5 separate regions of the Sus scrofa genome follow, and regions 1, 2, 3 and 5 are each linked to region 4. Evidence: chromatin contacts called from public Hi-C and HiChIP or PLAC-seq data. All regions are on one chromosome and are shown on one strand. Each heading gives the region's core, a stretch centred on a gene start, on an enhancer-like site or on the middle of the called end of the contact. The rest is flanking DNA. Distances are from core to core; before and after follow the strand shown. Region 1 overlaps LOC106509291 (a long non-coding RNA gene). Region 2 has its middle 220 kb from the start of TPCN2. Region 3 has its middle 240 kb from the start of CCND1. Region 4 holds the start of CCND1 (G1/S-specific cyclin-D1). Region 5 has its middle 210 kb from the start of CCND1.

The links. Hi-C and Micro-C count contacts between places; a contact is called where the count stands out from the background. HiChIP or PLAC-seq counts read pairs in DNA pulled down with a chosen protein or histone mark.
Region 1: a contact with region 4 is called in an H3K27ac HiChIP or PLAC-seq map of skeletal muscle, with 8 times the contacts expected there. The contact joins the enhancer-like site here to the promoter of CCND1 in region 4. A contact is called at or near these places in 11 of 47 Hi-C or Micro-C datasets (adipocytes, embryonic fibroblasts, fibroblasts and 6 more) and 1 of 2 datasets of contacts at active chromatin or transcription factors (skeletal muscle).
Region 2: a contact with region 4 is called in a Hi-C map of embryonic fibroblasts, with 4 times the contacts expected there. The contact joins the enhancer-like site here to the promoter of CCND1 in region 4. A contact is called at or near these places in 1 of 5 promoter capture datasets (liver), 25 of 47 Hi-C or Micro-C datasets (adipose tissue, alveolar macrophages, blood and 16 more) and 1 of 2 datasets of contacts at active chromatin or transcription factors (skeletal muscle).
Region 3: a contact with region 4 is called in a Hi-C map of embryonic fibroblasts, with 5 times the contacts expected there. The contact joins the enhancer-like site here to the promoter of CCND1 in region 4. A contact is called at or near these places in 1 of 5 promoter capture datasets (liver), 10 of 47 Hi-C or Micro-C datasets (embryonic fibroblasts, epiblast stem cells, fetal liver and 3 more) and 1 of 2 datasets of contacts at active chromatin or transcription factors (skeletal muscle).
Region 5: a Hi-C map of liver shows a contact between it and region 4, with 7 times the contacts expected there. The contact joins the enhancer-like site here to the promoter of CCND1 in region 4. A contact is called at or near these places in 6 of 47 Hi-C or Micro-C datasets (embryonic fibroblasts, fetal liver, heart right ventricle and 2 more) and 1 of 2 datasets of contacts at active chromatin or transcription factors (skeletal muscle).

The regions. Positions count from the first base shown.
Region 1 is chr2:3,813,344-3,816,043 of Sscrofa11.1, forward strand. All of the region lies in intron 1 of LOC106509291 (a long non-coding RNA gene), which reads left to right. Among named protein-coding and RNA genes, the nearest start is that of CCND1, 180 kb to the left of the region's middle. Within about 2 kb of position 1,443, at least 24 of the 83 cell types and tissues checked have an H3K27ac peak or open chromatin away from gene starts, as enhancers often do. A contact at or near this core is called in liver, omental adipose tissue, retroperitoneal adipose tissue and 1 more, where this site is marked.
Region 2 is chr2:3,885,826-3,888,525 of Sscrofa11.1, forward strand. No RefSeq gene overlaps it. Among named protein-coding and RNA genes, the nearest start is that of TPCN2, 220 kb to the right of the region's middle. Within about 2 kb of position 1,361, at least 51 of the 83 cell types and tissues checked have an H3K27ac peak or open chromatin away from gene starts, as enhancers often do. A contact at or near this core is called in adipose tissue, alveolar macrophages, brain and 8 more, where this site is marked.
Region 3 is chr2:3,867,605-3,870,304 of Sscrofa11.1, forward strand. No RefSeq gene overlaps it. Among named protein-coding and RNA genes, the nearest start is that of CCND1, 240 kb to the left of the region's middle. Within about 2 kb of position 1,272, at least 26 of the 83 cell types and tissues checked have an H3K27ac peak or open chromatin away from gene starts, as enhancers often do. A contact at or near this core is called in embryonic fibroblasts and skeletal muscle, where this site is marked.
Region 4 is chr2:3,632,113-3,634,812 of Sscrofa11.1, forward strand. CCND1 (G1/S-specific cyclin-D1) reads right to left here and starts at 1,268. Exons shown (of 5, transcript XM_021082686.1): 1 at 824-1,268. The coding sequence starts at 1,021.
Region 5 is chr2:3,846,232-3,848,932 of Sscrofa11.1, forward strand. No RefSeq gene overlaps it. Among named protein-coding and RNA genes, the nearest start is that of CCND1, 210 kb to the left of the region's middle. Within about 2 kb of position 1,405, at least 3 of the 83 cell types and tissues checked have an H3K27ac peak or open chromatin away from gene starts, as enhancers often do. A contact at or near this core is called in fetal liver and liver, where this site is marked.

The DNA.
Region 1 (2,700 bases), core at 193-2,692, 180 kb after region 4:
TGTTCCGGTCCTTCGCACCTTCGCCTCCATCAAGCACCAGAGCCTCAGCCAGCCTCGGAGACAGGGGGAGGCTTCACACCTCATACAAGCCAGGAAATTGAGGTTCAGAGAAGTTGCTTTGCCTGTCTGAGGTCACACAGCCAGTGAGGGTGCAAAGGGCAGAGCTGGGGGCTGAGCCGCTCTCCAAAACTCTCGCCAGTGGCAGCTCTTGCATCCAGAGCCCTCCTCTGCGGCTGGTCCAGGAGCTCCAGCATGGAGACCTGGGTGGCCAGCTGGATGGGGGCTCCTTCCGGGCCCCTCTGCTCTTCCCACATGACATACACAGTCCAGCCACAGTCGGGGCTCTTCTGGGGCCGTGGGCTGGGGGAAGGTGGGTGGTTGCTACAAGACCCCCACCCCATGTCTTCCGTGCACCAGCTCCCAGATCCTGCAGCTGCATCAGTAAAGCCGCCTCCCTCCAGGCCGGAGCAAGGAGGGGACATCCTGGGGTCATGCGTGGACAGCATCCCCTCCCCCGGGACTGCTCCAGGGGCCTTGGAACCAGGCATGAGCGGATGCGGGGCAGAGAGGAAGGTGGGGGCAGGGTAGGAAGAAGGCCACCCCTGGCCCATGGCTCCAGACCCTCCTTGGCCAGGCTCTTGTGAGGGGTGGGGGGCAGGACCCTGTGTCTTCCTGTTTCCTGTGAAAACAGGAAGTTCATGGGGCAGTGGTGGGGATGGGGGTGTCTCGGCGAAGTCGCCCTGAGTCAGGGGGACCCAGCAAGGCCTGCGGAGGACAAGCCACCTAGAGGCTGTGGGCCCCCGGGGGCTGGACTGGAGACCCCGAGGCTGGCCCAGACCTGGTTTCTGAACGAAGCCGGGGGCCCCAGCCTGGCACCACCCCCTTGAACTTGAGCTGATCTCACAGGGCTCTGGGGGATCCCCTGGCCAGGTGGGGAGTGGAGGAGTGGGGTGTGGTCAGAGGCCCCTGTCCACCCCAGCAGGGGGCCCTGGGGAGCCTCCGTTCTGGTGGGTTCTTTGGGGGGCTGTGGGGGGCTTTAGAACTCAGGCTTGGGAGCAGGCAGACCTGGGTTCTATTCTGGTACCTTCCTGGGCCTCGGTTTCCCTCTGCACCTGCCTCTCAGGTGGCTGGGGCGGTGATGTGACCGTGACAGGGAGAAGCCTTGGCCCCCGTGCTGCCCAGCCCCAGGGGGCTGCAGTCCCACACAGGCGCTGCAGGGCACGGATTTCTTTCAGGGGACGGGGATTCACTGGGTGTGGTCACGGGGCATGGAGGCCGATCTGTGGCCCCCCGGCCACTTTCCCTGGCTTCCCCTGCAACCTTTTCTTTGCTCCCCAGCTCCCCCTTCGCCTGCCTCTCGCCTCCACTTCCCTCCCTCACACAGTGAAGGAGCTGCTGCCTGGCTGGGCGTTTCTATTTCTGCACCTTCCGCTTCCTGCCCGGTGGCCGGCCGGCCACTGCGGAAAGTTCTGGAATCTGCAAGGCCAGCTGGTCCTGGGGCAGGATGTGAGGGACTCGGATTTCCTCCTCCCGGCAGCTCCACGGGCCTCCCAGGGCCGGGCACCCAGGGTTTCAGGGCAGGCCTTGGATGAAGGAAGGAGTGCAGCCTGGAGCAGCCTGGGCCTCGGGGGAGCCTATGCCTGATTTCAGTGCCAGCCACGCACCCAGGGAATCTGTTCCATGCACCCGCTTACTGCCAGGCGCTGCCCCAGGTTGGGGTTCTGGGTGATCAGATGTGCAGGTTGTACTTTCCATTCCCTTGGAAACAGCCCACAAAGTGGGTACCTGAATGATGGGCTGAAACCCGCGTGGCTGCAAAGGGCACAGGTGGGACCCTTGAGCCTCTGTGCTTCTCACGGCCCTGTGAGTAAGTGGATGTGGGGGTGTGTGTGTGAGAGAGACAGAGATGGAGAGACAGAGACGGAGAGACAGAGAGAGGAGGACAGCCTGGAATCGTACTTGCCTAAGACCCGAGGGACAGGTGGAGGCCGCCGTTGCTAAGTGCCCGATGGCAAGGAAGGCTTTGCTCAGCGCTGCCTCCACAGGGTTTCTGAGCACCTACTCTGTGCCAGACTCAGGGGTGAGGAGGCCGCACCGGGAACCCCGGGGTTGACCCCCCTTTGCCTTGGTCAAGTGGGGCAGGCACTGGTGTGGGGAAACACAGTGTGTGGACAGCATTCCTTTGTTCAGGGGTGAAATCCTGACATCACCTGGGAGCCCGGCCTTAGAGCCCAGGTAAGATCGTGGACGGCTAGGCTTTGTTAGAAACTGGAGCTCTGAGGTCGAGGGTCCGCTGGACTCCAAGCCATGCAGGGTCCAGACCCCAGCCCAGGTGCAGACGGTGGCCTGACTTTGGATGGGTCACACCCCCTCCCTGCGCCTCCAGGTTGTCACTGTGCGGGGGCCGCTGGTCCCTCACAGATCCGAGCGGTGTTTCGAGAGTGACTGAGCTGGCGTCCCCTTAAAAGTGGCTCCAGATTACTTTGTCCCATCCATATTTGATTGAATCGCAGCTGTCCTTTGTTTTCCAATTCACGTTTTCTTTACATAGTGTTATTATAATATACAAAAATGTAAAAAGCAAGAGAAGACGCAAAAACATCTGAAAATTCCACCCCCAGGAAAAATCCTTTAAAGAAGTTCCCCAACCACCCTTGCCTTCCATGAGAATACCTTAGAAACACACGGACTGTTCCAAGA
Region 2 (2,700 bases), core at 111-2,610, 250 kb after region 4:
CGGTCCATCCCAGCCGAGGAGGCGGGAACCCCGAGGGGCAGGAGACCATCAGACGGGAGGCAGGTGCCCGCCTGAGGAGCACCGAGGCCTCTGTCACCGGTCCCGACCTCGCGTCTCTGCCCCAGCCTCCAGGGACAGTGAACCCGGAGGCAGGAAGGAGGGGCCCAGAGGGACTCAGGCCACATGGATGCACGACCTCGGGGCCCTTAAAGCCCCACGAGCACCCCGCCCCCTGCAAACCTGCAAACGCCACGGGAGCTGGGAGGACACGGGAAGCAGGAGCAGGTCCTGTTTTGTGAATGAAACCAAGGCCTGGCTCCCTCTTGTCACCCAGGCCCTGCCGGCCTTGCCTGACCACTCTGTAACCTCAGCAGGAGCGCTGACCAGAAGGGGAACTTCAAAACCCAAGTGTGAGTCAGACGGAGGAAAAAAGAAGGAAATTCTTCTGCGCTCCCTCCCCTCCCCCGCCCCACAAGGACTCATGCTGAGACCAGCCCCGGGGGGTGGGGGGAGAAGGGGTTCGAATTACAGGCCCTGACCCAGCAGGAGCCCCCTGACCCGGGATCACGCACTGGTCACCTCGCCTGGGCCCTGGTCCCCTCTGCAGCGAACAGCCACCCCACTCTCGACAAGGGGACGGCTACGGAGGACCCTTCGGCCACTCTCTTCCAAGAACCACACTGAGCACCCACTGTGTGCCGGGGCCCGTGTTGTGTCCCTGTGTGTCTGTCCCTGCGGACTGCCTCGGGTGGCGGGAGCCAGTGAATACGCACGAGCAAGTTGAACAGACTGATGGGTTAGAGATCCAGCCAGTGGCTGTGACAGGGCCTGGCAGGGCACCAGGGGAGTGGGGGGGGGGACACGGGACAGGAAGGTGCCCTCAAGGAGAACCACAGAGCAGCCGGGCCAAGCATGCCAGGGGGCGGAGGGGCTGCCCCACCCAGGAGGCAGGGCACGATGTATGGGGAGTGTGGGGAGAAGCAGGCAGGCTGGAGAGGGAGGTTTGCGAAGCTGCGTTGGCCTCCTGGGCCAGAGTGGGGTTCTCGGCAAGAAGCGAGGGCGCCCAGTGCCCCGGGGGTTCCCGCCCCGCAGATGGTCACCTCTGGGGAGAGACCACAGCCCCCCTCGCCCGGAGCAGGCAGGAAACCCCCTCCCCCGGGGAGGGAAGGCGGAGGGATGCAGGGCCCGCTGGCCCAGCTCCGGAGCCGGCTGCCTGCCAGACCCCCAAGCTTCCTCCTGGGCCCCGTCCGCTTCCCCCTGCTCACCCGCCCAGAGGCATCGGCTCTGCTGTCCCTTTAAAGGGGCCTGAGTCAGAAAGTTAAGAATGAAACTGACTCATGGTGGAACCGGTGGTCACCGGGCTGGCCGGGTGCCAGGGCTGCGGCGGCAGAGGAAGCCGGGTGACCGCAGCTGCCTGTGTGCGCTCTGCTGAGAAGGGCAGAAACCACAAAACCCCATTTGAAATTCCACCGTGCAGCCCGGCTTGTGTAATGAGGTTACCCCTCATAATGGGAGCATTCAGGGCCCCGCGTGGGCCTGTGGGGCTGGGGGCTGCCCCCCCAGGGCCAGCTGATGATGACGTCATCTTCCATTAAGAGTTTCTCCGCACCCCGCCCTACCCCATTAAGGAATTAAAAAAAAAAAAAAAATGCACCAGGAAACTAAAGTGAGAGCCAGAACGGAAGTCTTGGTTTTATTTATAGTTGATAACTTATGTCCGGCCTGCTCCACGGGAGGCCCAGCAGAGAGGATAAAGCCCAAAGGAGGGGCTGACAAAAATGCCCCAGGCCCTAGGCTAATGTGGCACCGAAGAACAAGGCTAAAGCTCCATTCTGAGCTCCCTAGTGGCCAAAATAAAGAGGGCATGACACCACGGAAAACTGGGATCCTTGGAACCTGGATTCAGATCCCAGCTCTGCCACAGATGAGCTGTGAGACCACAGACAGAATCTGCTTTCTCACCTGAAAACAGACAGAAAAAAGGCTGAATTGGTTTGGAGGCCCAGGCAAGGCACCCAGTGCTGCCAGGATGCATTTTAGAGGTTCTGCTGGTCCAGGACCTACAAGACAGCACAGTTGCCCCTGCCCCTGCACCTCTGTGCATGGCAGACATCACTAATGGATTGCAGCACACTTTCTCCAAGCCAGATCCTGCCTCAGAACCCCATGGCACACACTTCTCCAGGGGACCACCACCAAAATGCCAGAGTCGGCCTGGGGACCAACCTGCTTGTCATCCTGCCTGTAAGCAGCTTACGAGAGCCTAGGAGGGCCTGGTCACCCTGATAGTCCCAAGACCTGGCTGGTGCCCTCACACGGTGAGCACGCAATAAAAAAAAAATTACACAGTAAAAGAGGGAGGGAGGAGTTCCCTGGTGGCCTAGCAGTTGAGGATCTGGCTTTGTCACTGCTGTGGCTCCATCACAGGCCCGGGAACTTCTACATGCAGCAGGTGCATCCAAAAAAAAAAAAAAAAAAACTGAAGGAGGAAGAGGAGCTTCTATTGTGGCTCAGAGGGTTAAGGACCCAACATAGTGTCCATGAGGATGCAGGTTCACTTCCTGGCCTCACTCAGTGGGTTAAGAATCTGGCATCACTGCAAGCTGCCGTGTAGGTCACAGATGCAGCTCGGATCTGACGTGGCTGTGGCTGTGGTGTAGGCCGGCAGCTGCAGCTCCCATTCAGCCCCTAGCCTGGGAT
Region 3 (2,700 bases), core at 22-2,521, 240 kb after region 4:
GCAAAAGTAGTCAAGGCATTTTATCATTTCTAACAGAGCTGCCCTGTAAAGGTTACCCCTGGGAAAGGGAAGGGGGGAGCAACAGACCGCAACCTCTGTCCCCTGATATATGGGAGCTGGGTCAGTCCTCATCTGGTCCCTGGAAAGAGGGAGTAAAGGAGCCAGATTTGAGTCTGACAAGACAAGAGTGTGTTATCCTCAAATTTGGGAGGCAGCCCATCACAAATTTTGCCTTCTTGGATAGGGCCTGGGGATTCTAGGAGACTGAGAATGTTAGAGGCACAGGGAAGGACTCTTTGGTTTGCAAAGTGCAGATGCCCAACTCAAACTCCCAGAGGCTGTTCTATGATCTATATAACTTGGAGGTTCAGGGCTAGATCAGGCTACCTTCAGGTATAGCTGGCTCCAGGTGCTTCAACAAAGCCCCTGCGGTTCTCTTCCTCTTCCCCTTTCTCCTATCTTCTCCTTTCAGTTCCTCTCATCTCTATTGCACTTACCAAGCCCCAGAGAGAACTTGGCTTGCCCAGCCTGGGCCGTATGCCCACCCCTGTGAACAGGGGAAGTGGGATACCAAGACTGCCAGCTCCCCTGAATCCACTTTGAGGGGGAGAGAAATTGTATAAAAATCTCTGAAGGAAAGGGAGTGCTGCTGCCTGAAGAAGGGGGTGAATCCTGTTCCACAGGGGAAAAAAAAAATCGCAGGAGCCAAGATTCACTGCAGACACATCCTATAGATTCTGGTACCTGTCGGCGGAGCAGGCACACGCTGAGGTCTTTACGTCTGTCTTCTGGGATTTGCACGCTCATGAGTATTCACAGGTCTTGGTCCCTCTGATCCCCAAATGGTCCAAAGAGGCAGACAGGACCTTTCTCCCTTGATTGTGAGGAAACTGAGGTTCAGAGAGACCTGGTACGTGGCCCAGCTCGCCAGAGTGTAAGTAGCAGTCGGCTTCTCCATTGTCAGATCTTTCTGTGCTCTGCTCTCAGGCTCAGGCTGTGAAGCATCTTCACCACCCCTACGACCATTAAAACCAATGCACCCCCCCCCACCAGGGTCCCCACCGCCGCCATCCACCCCACCAGCACCGTAACAACCACCAAAAACCTCCCTAACCCCACCCACCGGGGAGTTCAACCCAGAGCCAGAGTTCTTAGCTGTCTGTAGGCACAGCCAAGGAACTGTGAACCCAAACCAAAAAGCAGAAGTTGCTAGAGTCAGATTTTCCTAGTGGGAACTCCTTTCTTGGCAGCCAGGCCCGGCTCGGCTCTTTCGTGGCCGGCGCCCAGCATTCCACTGGGCATTGTGATGCTCTCTGCGATGGCTGGGCTGATCCCGAGGGCCTGGGATCGTGTCTTAGGGAGCAATACACGTGAGTCACCGGGGCTGCTAATCTTTGGAATCTGACAAGGTTTCTACTTTGGGAACCTACGGGGTTGAGTCAGCAGTGGTTCATGCAGCCAACAGGCGGTGGAGCCCGGAGCACGCCCTCCTGGTTAGCCTTTTGCTGGGGCTGCTGGAGGCCGGGGCGAGCGCTGGGGGCTGCGCCTTTCCGGCTCTGGGGGACTCCTCTGTGGAACTTGGGGACAGCACTGAGCTTCAGTGGTAAAACGGGGCACCCCGAGGTTGCGTGGTAACGGGAAGGGTGGAACCCCGGCCCGGAGCTGGGCGAGGGCAGCCTGTCACCAGGCTGGCCCTGGGGCTCTTCCACTCCCCTCTGAGCGGGGCTCCCTGTGCCTTTCTCCCAACTTTCGGGGAGGCTGGCTGGGAGGGTGGTCCTGCGTGGTGCTGCAATTGTGCTCCCTGGCAACCCCATGTACAGTGGCATCTCAGAGGCCTCTTTGGGGTACGGGGTCCCCTCTCCAGCCACCGCAGGTTGGGGCGAGTGTCAATTCAGGTTCCCCCAGGCAAGAGGTGGCTGAAACTGGGAAAACTGCAGAGTGGAGGGGATCATGCAAAGTCACCAGTGTGTGGCACCCCAGGCCCTGTCCCCCCGGCCCAGCCCAGGCTGACCACGCAAAGGCACTAGTGTATGGCATCCCTGGCCCCTGGGCCCCCTGCCCAGGCTGACCCTTCCAGGGGAAAGCACCTCTGCCAGAGCCCGGAAGGGGAGAATCCTGGAGAGCGAGGTGCTGAGGGAGATGCGACCTTCAGTCCAGGGACACAGCTGCCCAAGGTGACCCCCAAGGGGAGAGGCTCTGATGTGGATTCCCAGGCCCCACGCTCCTCCCGCCCACACCTGCAGCCAGAGCGTGCCCAGGGCCAAACCCACCAGGAAGCCAGAGGGTATGGGAGCCCAGGAAAGGATCCGCTGGTTCAGCCCCTGGGGCAGAGAGCAGGGCGGAGGGTGGTGTTGGAGGCGCAAAGGAAAAAGTGTCCATCACAGGACATGTGGCCCGGGGGCCCCACCATGTCTCTTATGGTTCGGAGAAAATGCCCCTGGTTTCGGGAATCTTGGGATGTGCCTGAAGCCAGAGGTTGAAACATCACAGGAAGTAGAGGTATCCGTTGGAGTTTCCCTCCCGAGAACAGGGTGGGGGGAGCTTCGGGAAGGGGAGCGAGGAGGCCAAGGGGACTTCCCCTCCAAGAGGCGGGCTGGAGGCTCAGGACATCCATGCAACACCAGGTCTTCTACCGTGTCTGGGGGTCCTCCGGGGGCTGCAAGTGGCCCTGAACACACCATCTGGGGCCTGCAGCACCTT
Region 4 (2,700 bases), core at 18-2,517:
TCCACACAGGTCCCCCAAGTTGAGACCCCTGCAGATGAGAGTCAGCCCCCAGCGTCTTGGGGGCCACACGACCTTGCAGCCCGGCGTGCTCTCCGGCCCAAGCTGGCCTTGCGGGGCGCCCCGGGACTCGCTGCTTTAACAAAGGGGCCCTCTTTCCCGAGTGGGGTCCCCGCACAACTGCCCGAGTTCTGTCCCCGCGCCCCTCCCGCCGGTTCCCGGTGGCCGCGCGGCCCCTCGCGGCGGCCCCAAGCGCCTCGCCGGTCGCTCCCCGCCCCCACCCTGCCCCCAATTATTAATAAACACTTTTGCTTTGCAATAAAAGAACAAAGATGGCGCATAATACTGGCACGAGTGGCCCTTGCATACGTGTCCATGGATATTAATTTAAAAATCAAATCTATGCCCCCTCCCCCTGGAGCTGGAGATTCAGCGGCCGCGCGGCGGGGAGAGGAGGCGCAGCGGGGCTCGGGCGCAGGCGGGGGCTGCGCGGTGGCGGTCCAGGCGGGGGCTACAAAGGGCGCCCAGCCTGCGGGCCCACACCCTGAAGCCAACTGGGGTGCCCTTGACAGTGGCTTTGCCCGAAGGTACACGTCTTCGACCCCCCCCCCCACGAAGGGAATTTCTAATGACCCCACCCCCACTTCTTCCTCGTTCAAAAAATACCCACAATATCTATATATTTTGGAATTACGATTCCTAGCAACACTCCAGCAAACTTCAAAGTTGGGGTGAGAGAGAAGGGAGGGAGATGAGTGGCAAAGAAATGTGGGTTTGCGCAACAAGTCGCAGAAAAGTGCTAAGAGAGCCGCCCGAAGCCCCGCACCTCCAGCATCCAGGTGGCCACGATCTTCCGCATGGAAGGCAGGATTTCCTTCTGCACGCACTTGAAGTAGGACACGGAGGGCGAGCAGGTCTCCTCCGCCTTGAGCATGGCCCGCAGCACCCGATCGTTGAGGAGGTTGGCATCGGGGTACGCCCGGCGGATGGTCTCCATCTCGCAGCACAGGAGCTGGTGTGCCATGGCTGGGGCTCTGCTAGGCGGCTTGGGGCGGCGGTGGGTCCCGGGCTGGGTCCGCGTTCGGCTTTAGCTCCTGCTGCCCCCGTGCTCCCTCGAGCTCTTCTGCCCCTCGCCGGAGCGCGCGGACGCTGCTGCTCGCTGCTACTGCGCCGACAGCCCTCTGGAGGCTCTAGGACTTTGCAACTTCCAACAGAACTCCCCTGTAGTCCGTGTGACGTTACTGTTGTTAAGCAGAGATCAAAGCCGGGCAGAGAATGGGAGCGGGAGGGAGGGGGGGCGGGCTCAGGGGGAGGGGGCGCGGGCGCCGAGCGCCGGGGAGCGGCGAGGGGCAGAGCCCAAAAGCCATCCCGGAGGCGCCGCGCCTGCCCTAAGCGGAGTTGCCCCCGAAACTTGGTTTTCATAGAAACGCAAATCGCCCCGCGGGGAAGAGGGGTGCAGGGGGGTCCTGTCCACCCCGAGTGGGCCCCTTAGGATTTGGGGGGTTGTGTATAGGTGGCTCTGCAGAGGGGGACGACTAGGAGGGCGGGCAGGCCACACGCAGCCGGGCAAGACCGCATGGAAGGGGGACTCTGGGGTTCGGTGACACCCTCTACCCGAGCCAGGAGAATGGGTGCATTTCCGAAAACGCCACGAGGGCACCCACGGGCGGAGAGGCAGCCTAGGAATCTTAGCTTCTGTGTCTTCTTTCATTTTCATCAACACGTGTAAATTTCAGGAACCATTTAACATTCAGGGACGCAGAGCCGGCAACCCTTGTGGAGGCTTCATTCCGGCACACAGGGGGGTCGTTGCAATGCCCGAGGGAGGAACCCTAATGGTTAAGCATATTTCAGCCTAGCATGCGCTCGCTCAAAAATAAAATAAAATAAATGCCCGAAAATTCCAGCAGCAGCCCAAGATGGTGGCCAGCGTTTCCTTCATCCTGTCCTCCGCGCCTGGGGGATCTGCAGGCTGTCTTCCCACCTTGGCCAGTCCTTTCTTGCGGGGGTTCCCCAATCCCCCCATCCTTGCCCTGTCCTGGCAATTTAACAGCTAGAAAAACACCCTGAAAGGAAGGCTGCAAAATACTGGTCTCTGTCCTGCCTCATTTTTAAAAATTAAAAATGAAGTTAAATCCCTGGAACTACTAGTCCCCTCTCCGCCTGGGACGAGACCACCGGAAGCTTCCTAATTGGTTTTGTTGGGGGTGTGGACCTCTCTTCACCTTTAGAATTTGCCCTGGGGCTGCATTCGTGAGCCTGACGGGGATGGCAGGGGCTGGCAAAGAGCAGAACAATTACAGGTTACAGAAATGGCTGTATTGATCTGATGATTTTAAACAAAACCTATGTATCTTCGTGGTTATACAAGAGTCCCCAATATTATTCCAAACTTTTAAGACATATCAAAGAATATATGACGTTTTTTAAAGTTAAAGATTCAGGCTCTTCTTCGGTGCTTATTTTTAAATTGAAAGAACATTTTACGCATACTTCACTTTTTATTTTTTTTAGTTTTTACACTACCTGACCCCCATTAAGAAAAATGTTCATTTACTCCCCTCAGTATAGTTTGGTGTCATCAAACCACCATACACCCTAAGGTTAAAGGCTCAAAGAAAACTTATTAAAAAGCCCCCTCCCCTTCGCAAGGGCGCACGCAATACCAACCCCCCTTCAAGGGAGGGTTCTTCCCGCGCCCCC
Region 5 (2,701 bases), core at 155-2,654, 210 kb after region 4:
TATTTATTGCCTTTTCTAGGGCCGCACCCACGGCATATGGAGGTTCCCAGGCTAGGGGTCCAGTTGGAGCTGTAGCTGCTGGCCTACACCAGAGCCACAGCCACTCAGGATCCAAGCCGCGTCTGCAACTTACACCATAGCTCACGGCAATGCCGGATCCTTAACCCACGGAGCAAGGCCAGGGATCGAACCCGCAACCTCATGGTTCCTAGTTGGATTCATTAACCACTGCGCCACGACAGGAACTCCATACACTGCACTTTCGAACACCCGGCAGCATTCTGAAACTCACAGAAATGACCTCATTTAGTCCCCACCTCCCGGGTTCCCTGAGGAAGAGCAAGAGGACAGTGGAGGGGATCTTGGAGCTGAGCCCCTGGCCCAGGGACTGCCCAGGAGGTCACCACAGTTGTCATCCTGCCCTGTGATCTTGGCCCCACCCCCACCGAGGGGTCAGTGCCCTTCTGAGGCTGTGGGGTCATCGTGCCCAGCTGCCCTGGACCATCCTGAGGAAGCAGGCTGAGTGGTACCACTTCTCTGGGCTGGGGGACAGCCACCGCCCCCAGGTTCCCAGTCCCCCTGGGGGCTGAACAAGCTGGGAGAGGTGGGCCACACAGGCCCAGCTTCCTGGGCACCCGTGCCCTTCTGGCTGCAGGACAAGATCCTGCCAGGACGCAAGGAAAGGCCGTTCTCACGGCTGAAGGACCAGAAGGGTGCTTCCACCAGCAGGGATCCCTGCCCCCGGCTCGGCTCTGCTGCAGGTGAGAGAACCCACAGCGGCAGCTCCTGACTCTGCTTCCCACCTCCGCCTCTGCCTCTGCCCTGCTGGGGCCCCCAGCCCTCCCAACATGGGCCCCGATTCCTGCCTTCAAGACCTCAGACTGAGCTTGCTTTCAGGGGCCTTGGGCACGCTAAAAATGTTGCCTTTGTCACCCCGATCTTGCCCCTAATTCATCTCTGACATCTGCTGCAGCATCCTTGTAAGGGGGGCCATGGAGCCCTAACTTCCCGAAGCACTCATCTGACCCAGTCACGCTCCCTCTCCAGTCTTCCATGGCTCCTTATTGCCCTCCATCTCAGCTCTGAGGTCTGTTGCCCGGGGGGTTGGTGCAGGCGATCGTCCCCCACGCAGCCTCGCCTGTCAGGCTTCCCTGAAACTCGATGTCCACCAGCCCCCAGAGGAGGGGGCGAGACTCTCTTGTTTCCGGGAGCAGTTTCAAAAGAGTTTGTTTTCTTTCAAAACAGAATGTATCGAGCGTCTGGCCGACCAGTGGGTCTGAGGCCAGAGCAGAGGCAAGAGCTGTGACCACTGGGCGTGCTGAGTCCACATTGTGGACGGGGCAGTGCCTGCAGGAGCTTGGCTGGACCATGAGCCCGGGCAGTGCTGCGCTTCCCCGGCCTGGTCCACCCCCAGCCTCCAGAGGGTTCTATTGGTCCCGGGGCCGCAGTGACTCAGTCTGTGCCTGGTCTGCACTCCACCCCCGGGCCTCTGCTCAGCAGACCTCCCTCCAACCCCCACCCCCCACACAGGGGTCCTTGGGGTCAGAGAGGGAAGCGAGGTAATCCCCATTTCGCCAGTGTGTACCGTGCCCAGTACCGTGCCCAGGCATTTTCTCTCCCAAGAAACCCTCACTTGTTACTCTTTTACAAATGAGGAATCTGAGTTTCACAGGCTACATTCCTACGGCCCAATATTCCTTCCTTCCTCCACTGCCATGTAACAAATGCTGAGATGGGCACAGGGCCTCCCAACATGAACTACATTTCCCAGACTCCCTTGCAGCAAGCCATGGCCATGGCAGGTTCCGACCCAGGCAACATGAAAAGGTGTGCGCGCCCCTCTTCCCTCCCCACCTGGGACCCAAGGCGGAAGCTACATGCTGAGGACAGCCGAGCAGAAATGTGGAAGGAGCCCTGATGGCCCTGGGCTGCCTGTCTGATCTTTTTCTGAGAAATTAATTTCAAGTCGCAGCCACGGTGGCATCAGGTCTATTTGTTACACAGCTGTGTGCTGACTGATACAGGATTGCCCAGTTTCAAGCCAGGGCACTCACACGTTTGATCATGTTCAGTCCACTTCTGGATATGTTGCTTTGGCAGGTGGAGCCCGAGGTGTCCTACCAGCAAAGTGAGTGGGCTGCAGGCTGCCAGGCACAGTGATCAGGATAGCTCTGGGCTCTCTGTACCCAGCCTAGGTGACCTTGTGGCCTGAGGTCCCAGAGCCTGGACCCCTGTGTGTGTGTGTGTGTGTGTGTGTGTGTGTGTGTGTGTGTGTGTGTGAATGAGACAAAGAATAAGGAAAGAGACCTACATTTCCTGGTGCTGACGGGGCAGGGTGCTGGCCTGGCATTTCTCTGTGTGGTTGATTCCTTTATTATTATTATTTTTTCTCTTCTTTATTGATTTCTTCCTTTCTTTATCTGCAGGGAACAGGATACTGGGCTGAACCCTTTCCACAGAGTCTAGGGTCCTTTATCTCTAACAGCTTTTTTGCGATGGATACCTCACCCTTTATCCATTTAGAAGGATGCAATCCGGTGGTTTCTATTATGTTAAGGATTGTGCAGTTGCCATCATAATCCGTGTAGTACATTTTCACCCCTCCTTAAACAGCACCCCTTAGCTGCTCCCCTCCAAACCCCCTCCCCTCAATTACCTGCCCACTTCCGCCCCCTGGCAACCACGAATCTACTCTCCGTCT